Regions from separate parts of the Hordeum vulgare genome. Here region 1 is linked to region 2. A link is a contact called in public Hi-C data. All regions are on one chromosome and are shown on one strand. Each heading gives the region's core, a stretch centred on a gene start, on an enhancer-like site or on the middle of the called end of the contact. The rest is flanking DNA. Distances are from core to core; before and after follow the strand shown.

Region 1 (6,671 bases), core at 1,060-3,559, 280 kb after region 2:
GATATCCAGCTAGATGTTAGTCCTTATGTGTGGTTAAGACTTGTGCGCGTGGTTATGCTGTGTTAGAAAATACTTTGTCTGCTCTGTTTGATTGTTGACTTTTATACTATGGCACTCGGTTCGATGACGAGCGACTGTTCCATAGATGAAAGCTGGCAGTCTGCGAGAGCTTGCTGTCGTACCCAGTACTCTTTTCTTTTTTTCTATTGGCAACTTTGTGGTACTGCTGTATTTCCGTTCGAAGTAATGAAAAGGGGTGTTATACTCGGCTCAAAAAAAAATTTGGACTGGATCATACAAACAGTCTAGGGAATCCATCTTCAAATCTGGGCGTTCATTCTACTTGCGTACCATATTTGTCGAAGAAACAATATCATGCAGTACTATTTTTAGTGAAGAAAATACAGTCCGACCGGTCCATTCAAACCGTTTTTTTTATATAATCAAAATTTCTTCCATTTTGCTGAGAATACCAGGGATGTCATTTCTGTACGAGACTTCATGCAAGAATGGCCATGTTTGGATACACTAGCCTCGCTAGAGGTTATAGTTAGTTTCTAACTCTGGACTAACTCTGAACTAGCTCTAGCCTTTGGTGGTGTTTGGATGATAGAGTTAGTTTGACAACAAATATACTTTTTTAATCTTTTAACTCTTTTAACCAGGATCTGTTGTGGCCGGCTTTTGTGTGGCCTCCTTCCTCTCACAAATGATATTAAAATCATCTTTGCAAATCAAATATCCAAAATATGATAAATTTTATTTTGTCCATACAAATAAGACGTCCCACTTAAACATACAAGTCATCAATCAGGCTTAACAAAATAAAACTACACTCCACTTAAACATAAAAGTCATCAATCAGGCTTAACAAAAATCGATCCAGATTTTCAAAGACACACACAGAGAGAGAAGCGTAGGTCTTTGCATACAGAAAAAATAAATCATACAAAGGTCACATGTAGCTCGTAATCTTCGCCTGGATGCGGCCCAAATCGAACTGAACGAGGCTACAATGCTCGCTTGTTTCCTCGGATTATCCCGAGTGAATCTGCAGATGCCAAATGCTGATGCAAGTAAAACCGCTGGTACGTGCTCTGCTCACCTAGTATGAACGGCATGGTCTTGAAGCCACCCTGCTGCTTCCTCCTCTTCCGGTTCCCATCTCCGTCCCTGCCTACCGATGCGGTCGCCATGGCACGACAAGCGTCGAAGCTGTCTCCGTCCATCGCAGAGTGGGAGGCGGGACAGGGCCGGCGGTGGGAGGCGGGACCGGGGACCGGGGCCGGCGGTGGCACGCGACGGGACCGGCAGTGACAGGCGGGGCGAGCGTGGCCGGCGGTGGCTGTCGCGGGCTGGTGGGGGCGTCGGCAGGCGGTTACGGGGGCGACGTCGGCAGGCGGTGGCCGGGGCGGCGTCGGCAGGCGGTGGCCGGGGCGGCGTCGGTAGGCGGTGGCGGGGCGGCGTCGGCAGGCGGTGGCGAGCGCGGCGGCAGGCGGTGGCACGCGACGGGGCCGACAGTGACAGGCGGGGCGAGCGTGGCCGGCGGTGGCTGTCGCGGGCTGGTGGGGGCATCGGCAGGCGATGGCGGGGGCGGCGTCGTCAGGCGGTGGCGAGCGCGACGGCAGGCGGTGGCACGCGACGGGGCCGACAGTGACAGGCGGGGCGAGCGTGGCCGGCGGTGGCTGTTGCGGGCTGGTGGGGGCGTCGGCAGGCGATGGCGGGGGCGGCGTCGTCAGGCGGTGGCGAGCGCGGTCGGCTGGCGCGAGCGCGGCGAGCAGCGGCCGGCTGGGGCGAGCGAACGAGTAGCGGCCGGCTGGGGCCAGAGCGGTGGATGCGGGAGGATGGGGATTTTTTTTTACTGGTATACCCCAACTAGCTCCAATTAGCACATCTTCTCAGGGATAGTTTTTTTGTGGGTTAGTTTTCATCTAATCCAAACTAGCACAGATGTTTGGATATTTTAAGGGTTAGTTCAGCTCCAACTAGCACCAACTAGCTCTAGGAGTGGGATCCAAACAGGGCCAATACAATGGTCGGCCATGTTTGATATCCCAAAATTTATGACTTTTTTTATCTTTTCCCAGTATTTTTTTTATTTTAGAATTCAGAGAGATACACAGGACGCAGAGCACACGAGAACTCTGTAACTCCTAATCCGTGTCCTTCCTCTTGACTGAAAGTGTGTACATGCGCATGGACAGGCTGAGAGTTCAGCTAGCAGGGACCCATCAAAACCTACTCGCTTAGCCCGCGGGCGGCTATATAAGCTTGCGCCCACACACAGCACAGCCGCACAGCAGCACAGCACTAGGACAAAGTGAACCAAGCATGGCTACTCCTACTCGTCCCGTGTCCTACGCGCTCCTCCTCGTGCTCACGACCCTTCCCCTAGCCCTGGCCACCAGCTTCCCACACCGCGCTCTACTCCAGACATGCCAGCCAAGCGGCACCATCGCCGGCGAGTCCGGCAGCTGCAGCACGGAGAACGACTCCGAGTGCTGCGAAGACGGGCGGCGCTACAGAACCTTCGCGTGCTCCCCGCGCGTCACGGGGAGGACCCGCGCCTCGCTCACGCTCAACAGCTTCGCCGACGGCGGGGACGGCGGAGGGAGGTCCGAGTGCGACGAGAGGTTCCACCCAGACTCCCAGTTGGTCGTCGCGCTGTCGACGGGGTGGTTCTCCGGTGGGGGGCGGTGCGGGAAGCGCGTCGTGATCCGGGCCGCCAACGGGAGGTCCGCCACGGCCACGGTGGTGGACGAGTGCGACTCGAAGCACGGCTGCGACGAGGAGCACAACTTCGAGCCCCCGTGCGCGAACAACGTCGTCGACGGGTCGCCGGCGGTGTGGAAGGCGCTCGGGCTCGACACGGACGATGGGGTGGTGCCGGTCACGTGGTCCGACGCGTGACCTAGGTACCACCGTACACGAGCTACCAAACGCGGCACGCGCACTCGGATCAGTGCTATGTATCACTGTCGTCCGTGCATTTCAATTTCATCACGTATTAGTAGGCCGGGATAAATAAGCATGCGCATGCATGCATGCAACTGCTTAAGGCCCTGTTGGAACCATCCAGATTATATAATCTGGTTTTTATAATCTATTGTATTTTTAAATAGGACAGTTTATATTGTAGATTTTATAAACTAGATGACCAGATTATTATAATCTCATAATCTCCTCTACCCAGCTAAAATGAGATTATGGATTACAAATGACGTGATATCCTTGTAAACTTCAAGAGAATTATGCATTGCCACCGCTACTTTCCTATTTTTCTTTGTAATTTGAGGGCAAACATGTCATTGTACAATTTAAAAGCTGGTTTACAGTTTATATAATCTGGCGTCCAAACATGCCCACCTGGATTATTTTTATAAACCAGATTATATAATCTATGTTCATAATTCAGATTATTATAATCTATTATGGTTCCAAACAGGGCTTAAATTATGCAGATCGATATATATAATGTTGTTGCTGTTCATTCAGATTTTGGCCAGCCGTACAACAATTCGATAGTTTCGCCATTTTTTTTACTGGGTGAAGGGGGTTTCATTTCACGTTGATAGTGTTACAACTGAGAGGCAAGAGATTCGCAATACAATGGGTCCTCTATGCAGCTAGACTGTTGTAGTACGCTCTTTTTTTAGGCGAAAGTCATATGGCACACTTTATTAACTCATATCACGGTTACATCCTCCACAATGTCTGGTAGCAAAAAATACTGGAAGGATGGCCATCCCAAACAAAACTAGAGTTCGAACTAATACTATTGGCCTCCTTAGGGCACTGAACAAACGATACCGTGACAATATGGTACTCCTATGTTGTTTGAAAGCAAACAGCTAAAATAGCAGTATAAGGGCGGGCTTCAGATAACTTTTATTTTTCACGAATACATGAAACTTGTTTATCTCTTTATTGATAAAATAAATAAATAAAGGATATAATACGTAACATCAATGCAAAGAAGACATAAGCATGGAACCGAGAGTAGAAAGAGAGGGATGCTCGGCCCGTACAGGAAAAGACACAACAATCGATCAAACCTAGAACTACAAGGGCAGAACGAATGAGCACGACATCGAACATCTTCAGAGCCAACACCTGGGACACCATGAACGAGCAAGATAGCGTCTTCAAGAAGGGAAACAACGTTGTGGCGTAGTCACCATCCGATCCGAAGATTCGAACCCAGGGTTTCCCCGAAAGCTCGAAGAAGGCCATGGTGAGAGTCATGGCAACGCCTTCAAAAAGAAAAACGACGCCCACGAGTGGCTCGAATCAAATGTTTATTGAAGCTTGAATGCATGATCTGAATGTCCGACAAGTGAGTACGACAACAATATTCTCAAAGGTAATTATACATTGTTAGCACGTTGAATTTTGTGATACACGAGTTTCTAAGTATTGGAATGTTTCTTTCGTGCAGATTGTATCGGAAAAGATGGCCTCAATGAACTAAACAGAACAGAACAATGAGATGAGCGAGTTTAGCTAGACAAAGGAAATAGAAAAACATATCGTATTTTGTGATATAAGTAGTGCATGGGCGTAGGTATGTAATTATGTGTCATTGCTCTAGTCCTTGTTCACCATAGAACTTTGTATTGACCGTAACATAATGTGACAACAGTCACGGTTGATCTCCTCTTCCTCTCCCGGTTTAACCTAGCTTGTGTGCCAAGGATAGCTAGAGATATAGATAGAGTTTGTTGTAGATTAAAGTAGTTTGAGATTCTATCTCTTCTTTTGTTTCTACTCAAATCGAACATTTTAATCCTATCGAGAGGATCAATATAAATCCGCGGGCTCTCCTTTGAAGGGTTGAGACGCTTCAACCAATTTTACATGGTATACAGAGCCCCTCTCTTCCAACACAACTAGTGTGCTTCCTCCATGGCGTCATCCTCCACCTCCACACACAACTTTAGCCTAAACACCCAAGTCTCTCAGAAGCTTACCCGAACCAACTTCGTCCTATGGCGTGCACAAGTGCTATCACAGATTCGAGCTACGGGCATGTACGATTATCTAGACAAAACCTTCCCCGAGCCCTCCAAAACCCTTACCACCAAAAACTCTAATGGAAAGGAGCAAATCATCGTCAACCCCGAATAGACAATCTTGGCACGGGAAGATCAACAAGTACTCGCCTACTTGCTGAACAATCTCTCAAAAGAGGTGCTGATCGAAGTTGCATCTCATGAGAAGTCTCATGCAACGTGGACGGCTATCACGAGCATGTTCACCTCCAGCTCACGTTCGCGCATCAACAACCTTCGCATCAGCCTCAGCAACACACACAAGAGGACCCAGTCAGCCGCCGCCTACTTCAATCACATGTGGGCTCTCGCCGATGAGCTTGCCATGGCTCGAGAAGTCATCACCGACGGCCAGCTGCTCTCCTTCATCATTGCCGGCCTCGACATGGACTACCAGCCCATCATCTAGGCGCTGGATGTCCATGTTGAGCCACCCTCCGTTGATGATCTTTTCTCTATGGTGAGTAACTTTGATCAACGAGTTGAACTATTCCACAGCTCGGGCGCAGGAGGTTTCAAATCGTGTGCCAATCTGGCGGGGCGTGGTCGTGGCGGTGGTTTCAGGGGTCGCCCTCATAATGGAGGTCAGGGCAGCGGTGGCCCTGGCCACCACGGAGGTGGACGCAGTCAGAACAACGGCTACGACAACAACTACGGCGGACACAATGGTGGCTATGGTGGCGGTCACCCCAATGGTGGCCATGCTGGCGGCCCCAACAACAGTGAAGCACCGCCCCATCAAGGCAACGACGGCTATGGAGGTGGTTATCATGGCCAATTTGGTGGTGGCTATGGCGGCGGCCATGGCAATCACGGTGGAGGTGGCGGCTACAACATTGGCTACAACAAGAACTATCAACACCGCAACAAGAACAACTTTGATGGTATTTGCCAAATCTGTAAATAAACCTAAACACATTGAAAAAGATTGCAAGTGGTGCTATGTAGAGGATAACTCCAGAAAGCGTAAAGTAGTTGCGGCTATTGACACCTCCTATGGAGTTGTCACGAACTGGTATGCTCATACGGGTGCCACTGATCACATAACCGGTGAACTGGAGAAAATCACCATGCATGAGAGATACAATGGAAATGAACAAGTCCACAACGCCGACGGTGCAGGTATGGAGATTAGACATGTTGGTCATTCAGTTATTAAAACCCCACATAAAACCATTCATCTCAACAATGTCCTTCGTGTACCTAGCACTAGTAAAAGTCTCCTCTCTGTCCATCGCATTACTCTTGACAACAATGTTTTTCTAGAATTTCACCCTTTTCTTCTTGATTAAGGATCAAGTCACGAAGAGAATACTCTATTGAGGTAGATGCGTGGATGGACTCTAACTATTGATTCCCAAGTTCAGGAGACTCAATAAACAAGTGCTCGGTGTCACCAAAATTTCTTTAGATAGATGGCATCATCGTTTAGGCCACCCCTCTTTTTCTATTGTTCATCAAGTTCTTAGCAAAAATAAACTCCCATTTGTTGGTGAGCATAGTTTAGAAACTATTTGTGATTCATGTCAGAAAGCTAAAAGTCATCAATTTCCATACCGAGTCTCTACCAGTGTTTCTGTTAAACCTGTGCAACTTATTTTTTATGATGTGTGGGGACCA
Region 2 (5,774 bases), core at 2,176-4,675:
CTAATCTAGTGTGTGTTTTCTAGTTTTTTTTTTGTTTTCCGCAGCGTCCACCAAATCCGTTGATATTTTGTGTTTTCTCATGCCATGCGAGTCCACCATACCTTAGTCCGTCAGCCTTTCTCCGGTCCTGATCCTTTCTATGCAACTTTTGTGGCCTACTTGCCCTTGTTGTTTTCTATAGGATTGTCTGGACTTCTTTTGCATTGTCGATCTACGTCCATCGTGCCTTATCCGCCGAGCTTCTTTCGCCGACGGTTGTCGTGGACTATGATTTTCCGCGCAATGCTTTATTCTCTTGATGTGCCATCTTCTTTTGACAACCCATCTTCTCTTGATACTTATGTTGTATCTTCAAGTGATGCGGTGTCTTCCTCTGATGTGCCATCTCTTCGGTGTCTTCCTCTTGATGTGCAATCTTCTTTTGACAATCCATCTTCTCTTGATACTTATCATTTTTAGAATTATACTTATCTTGTATTTTCAAGTGATGCGGTGTCTACCTCTGATGTGCCATCTCTTCGTTCTCTCCTTCGGCGACTCGACAAGTTTTGAAGACTCTTCATGCTACGACGACACTCTCAAGACGCGGATTTGGATTATCATTTTTAGTATTACACTTCTTCAAATGCAATGCTATTGCATACGCTTTGCATTTGAGGGGGGTGTTAGGAAGTATTAGTATTAGTCTAGGAGTCCTTATTAGTCTATTAGTATTAGTCTAGGAGTCCTTATTAGTCTATGTTTACTTTCCTTGCACCTCAAGTCATGTGTAATATATATATGCCCCTTGGGCCTTCAATATAGATAAGTTGCTTTCCTAACAGACTTGAGCCATCAAATCAAAGTTGGATGGATGAAGTGGCGCCAAGCTTCTGCTGTGACAAGAGAGTGCCACAAAAGCTTAAAGTCGGGTTCTACAGGACTGCGATTCAACTTGTGATGTTGCATGGCACTAAATGTTGGCCAACTAAAAGGCGACATCTCCAACAGTTAGATGTAGCACATATGTGCATGTTGAGATGGATACATGGCCACACAAGAAAGGATCCGGTCCGGAATGATGATGTACATGATAGAGTTGGGGTAGTATCGATGGAAGAGAAGCTTGTCCATGACTTGGTTTCGAGATCTTACGGGTTTCAATTCTAGCCTAGACCAACTTGTTTGGGACAAAGTTTTTTTTTTTTTTTTGAACACGGCTTTGTTGTTGTTGTTGACTAAGTAATTGTAATAGACCAAAGACTAAAAGTGAATTTGTCATGAAACTGGAAGTTGATAACAAATTAGTGAATTAGAGCTCAGATCAAACTTTCTGTATGCTCTGATGGCAAATATCTCTCTCTGAATTTTTTCTCTTAGTCCGCACTACAAGTTTTTCCTTTAAAATAAGAAGGAAAAATGACTAGAAAATTAGAAGCAGAAAGAAACTACCGAGTAAATTTGCTGTGAATACAAAGGCAGGCTATGGAATAAAAACTGAAAACTAGAGTTGATACTAGACAGATAAAGGGCCATTAGTGTTATCTGATCACTCTGATCGCAAATGTAGGCCGTTACATAAACTTGACCAGATAACGTTGAAAAGTAGAGTTGATACGTTTGAATCAAAGGCCCATTAGAATTACGAAGTATAAAGGTTCTATGCTTGCTTAACTCATAGAAAGAAATCTGCTGCAAAAACGAGACAGGCTATGGAATCAAAACAGAAAACTAGAGTTGATACTAGACAGATAAAGGGCCATCAGTGTTGTCTGATCACTCTGATCGCAAATGTGTAGGTCATTACATAAACTTGACCAGATAACATTAAAAACTAGGGTATGATACATTTGAATCAAAGGTCCATTAGAATTAGGAAACATAAATATTTTATGCTTGCGTAACTCATAGAAACAAAGTCGTATAAGAAAACTCACATAAGTTGTTTCAGTAATTGATTTGCTCTGGTTTTCTCCTCTGGCCCGCCACACATTGAAACAATTTCGTTGAACTCTGAGTTAACCGCTTCACATATGATACATTTCTTTCCGTCCACTGCTTTCCCCAGCTCAACAAATATTGGAGATTGGAGCTCGGATTGCGCCTACAAAAAGTATGAGTACAATACATGGCATTAAGTTTGACACAAGATTTACAGCTCTTGTTGGCAACATAGTCCTCTACTTTGTTTTCTAGAAAACAGGTTTCACTGATGGTAATGGATAATATGTTCTTCTGAATTTTGATTTATCATGTTTTGTGGACTATATAAACATTTTTTGTAGAACTTTGGCAACATGTAAATATTGTCGACATTTACAGTCAAGATTTATCAAACAACATTAGAAACCTGGAAGTCAATTAACTAGATGAACTAGATTATTTATGAACACACTCTTGTAGGTTGAATATGAAATATTTCCAAAGCACCTGATCCATGACGAACTTGTAGTTGCACTTGAACCTGGCCCTGGTCTCCGTCTCCGGTGCACCCATCAGCCTCCCCACCCCACCATTGCTGATACCTGATACTATCGCAATGAGGGCCGTCGTGTCTAGATTCACCATCTCCATGGAGTTCATCCTCATCTTCCCTAAGAAGTCAGCAAACCAACCCTCCAATTGGTCACCGATCCCCTCCTCCACGTCCCGGTGCGGTGGCGGTAACAACACTTCACCGCCACCATCCACCACTTCAATCTCGAACGCCCTAAAGCCCCTCATCTCCTCATTGGGGCGGAAGCTGACGCTAACCCAGCCGTCCTCCTCCTTGTCGTCCTCGGAATCGACAACAAATTCCGCTAGCAAGTCGACCTCGACGGCCCCGAACCCGTCGGCGAGCCCCAACACGATGTCCGCGCCGACGCCACGGGAGAAGGCGAGCAGCAGCTTCTCCGGGCGGGTTGCTGGCGGAGCGGAGCGCGCGGCATCCAGCACGGCCGCGACGCGGGAGCTGAGGCCCTTGCACGGGACCCACTGGAATCCCGAAGGGTTGCGCGCGGAGAGGAGCACCCACGCGGGGCGGGAGCGGAAGGCGCAGGCAAAGTCCACGCCCGGGAGGGGCGAGAGGCGAGATGGCGAGCGCACAGCGGGGTGGGTGAGGAGGAGGTGGAGCGCCCCGAGGTGTGGCAGGTTGGAGGAGAGTGGCCTGGCGGGGTCAGGGTGGTTACACGAGGCGAGGAAGCGCAGCTCGGCGGCGACGAGGCGGAGGAGGGAGCGGAGTGCGGGGTGGCGCGGAAGGGACGGCGACGCGGCGAGGCGGTCGTGAAGCGCGCGGCACTGCGCCCGCGCGAGCTCCAGCTCGGTGTGGCAGGCGGCGGCGGGAGGCTCGGCCATTGTCGCCGCTCTGCTCTGCTCCATGAAGCAGGAGCCGGCCAGATTCGTGGGGAAGAACCAGGCGTGGGTCGAGGTGTGCCGGCCCAGTTGCGGGGAAGTCCTTGGACCTAGTTGCCGACCGGCCCAAAAGAGGCGTCCGTTCTGGCGTATAAGAAGGCCAGAAATGTAACCGTTGGGCTCGGGTCATTTTGAACCGCACCGTGGCATTTGGTCTCTTTCGGCCGCCTCCCCCTTCTCTTCTCCAATTTCCCACCCCCAAACGACGAACTCCCGCCGCCGCCGGCCGCTCCCACGGCGAGCTAGCCCGCCCGAATTGCCGTACCTCGCCAGATCCGAGACCGCACGGGCTTCCGGACCTCGGTTCGCCGGTACGTTTCTCTAGATCTACACCCTCTCCTTGGTCTCGCACATGCCGATTTGGTGCCGCCACTATCGATGTGTGCTTCGTCTCGTCGATTCCGTGTGTCCCGTCGTTTCTGTTTCTCGCGTTCTGCGGGGTGGTGTGTTTTGCATCCGAGCGCCCATGCCTTGTGGTGGCCGGAGTCGCGCGGGTGATTCGTCCGGCCACTGGTCAGGCTATGCTGTGACGAGCCGTGGAGAAGCGCCTAGGGTTTGTGGTATTTGTCAGATTCCTTTTAAAATTGGAATGCTATGCTAATTTTCCCTGTCTAACTTTTGAATCTTACTTTGGGGGAGCGACAGGTAGTTGTTGATATTATTATTTTCTCTTGATTCAGCTCTGGTCGTTCGTCTGGTGATGTATTTCTCTGATATTTCGTAGTGGATATGCACAGATTTTCTGTCCTGTGGTTAACTTCGTAAACCATCCCCAAATTTGGCACCAATAGAACTTCTACCTGCAATTATCATATTTGGTGGGTGTTAACCACGAGTTTGGAACCTCTCAGGCTAGAACTACTTGCCAAAATGCGTGCAAGGTTTGGCTCACCCCACAGACCACAGAAGGGGAAGTTTAGGGTTCCCCTCCTTTTATTTCTTTCCGCAGCCGCCGCCTCTGTTCTCTGTCACTCCATAGTCTCATCTCTCTTCTTTCATATCCTCTCTTCTTCAGAGTTCCCTGTTAAGCTGACAGCAAAACCAAACCCAAGCTCATTAAAAAAAACTGAAGTTTCTGTTAGAACTTATACCAAACCCCAAGTCCCTCCTCTCCCATCCTTGCTGCAGTTGGGGCTAGCATAATTTGGTGGTAGTTTACATTTCAGATATATTTACACAAGCAGAGACTTTGCATCTGCAATTCTGTATTTTTGATTGTAAAAGATGGTTTGTTTTGGAGCCATGAGGACTAGATTGGTATGTGACCAGTATTTAGTAAACCTGGGAGATACTATGACTAAAGAGGTTGATATGGCTATTTTGCTATGCTTTCTTAGTGCCAGGCTGTACTTTTTGCCTGCAGCTTACCGATGTACTTGTATGCAAGCCCCATTTGTGCCCTATTTGATTTCGAACACATTACTGTAAGAAAGATGTCTGACACATGATTAGCTTATTATTGTAGTGCTTGGAGCTGAGAATGGTTGAGGGGAAAAGTGTTCAAGTTGACCTTGAGAAAGGACTTAATCAAATGCCTAATGATAGTAATCCAACTAGCCCTGCAACCATTCAGAAGATGAAACCTGATATGGAAGATTCTGGGAGCAAAATTGAATCACCAACTCTGGAGAAGCTTGAGTCTGGAAGGGAGGAGATTGTTGTCAGCTCATTGGCAACTAATTTACTTTCGGAGAGGTACAAGGACAGATTAGCTGAGAAGCTGTTGGGAAATGAGGATGAAACAGACGATGAAGATGATAATGACATTGCTTTGCCTGATGGCAGCCAATCTCCAGCTTCAAATGAACTTCTTGAGAAGTGAGCATTTTTCATTTTTCATCTCATGTATCATGTATCCTTTTGCTGCCTAGCCTTGATTGTCCATCGTTCTTTCTTCTAACAATGTCAGGCACAAGAATTTGCTTAATCTTTTCAACCGGATGGAGAGTTCTATAAGGTTGCTGTGCCTGAGGAAGAAGATGCCTACATTTACGAACATTGCAACCCAGGTGGAAGTACTAACGAAGAGGTATTAATGACAATGACAAATGTATGTCTGTAAAATCATTATCCATATATTGGAGTCTGATGACGATTTTCATTCATTGCAGAAAGTTCTTGTACTCTCATTTGGCCCAGATGAAGCATTTATTCCCAGAAGCAATCCAGATAAATAGGATACTCTTGCATGATCAGAAAAGCCTATGCATGTATGCTGACATGGAAATTACACTTCTAAACGACGTTGTGGAATGTAATAATCCTCAAGAGTCTCCAGCGATGGCAATTTGTGAGGCTTTTCGCTCAAAGCTTTTGTGCTTCTTGGGATCTCATCATAAGGTACTAAACTTAGTTCAACTGCTAGTTTTCCTTTGTTTTTCTGTATGACATGTCCTGTAACT

Evidence for each region. A called contact is a pair of places that touch in the nucleus more often than the background predicts.
Region 1: a Hi-C map of leaf shows a contact between it and region 2, with 6 times the contacts expected there. The contact joins the promoter of LOC123410030 here to the promoter of LOC123432511 in region 2.

The regions. Positions count from the first base shown.
Region 1 is chr1H:306,415,827-306,422,497 of MorexV3_pseudomolecules_assembly, forward strand. LOC123410030 (kiwellin-1-like) reads left to right here and starts at 2,310. Exons shown (of 1, transcript XM_045102908.1): 1 at 2,310-3,119. The coding sequence starts at 2,332. The coding sequence ends at 2,910.
Region 2 is chr1H:306,132,629-306,138,402 of MorexV3_pseudomolecules_assembly, forward strand. LOC123432511 (CDT1-like protein a, chloroplastic) reads left to right here and starts at 3,426. Exons shown (of 8, transcript XM_045115397.1): 1 at 3,426-3,683; 2 at 4,838-5,190; 3 at 5,282-5,401; 4 at 5,484-5,712. The coding sequence starts at 4,853. It overlaps LOC123432537 (UPF0415 protein C7orf25 homolog), which reads right to left and starts at 3,315. Exons shown (of 3, transcript XM_045115398.1): 1 at 2,410-3,315; 2 at 1,917-2,083. The coding sequence starts at 3,315.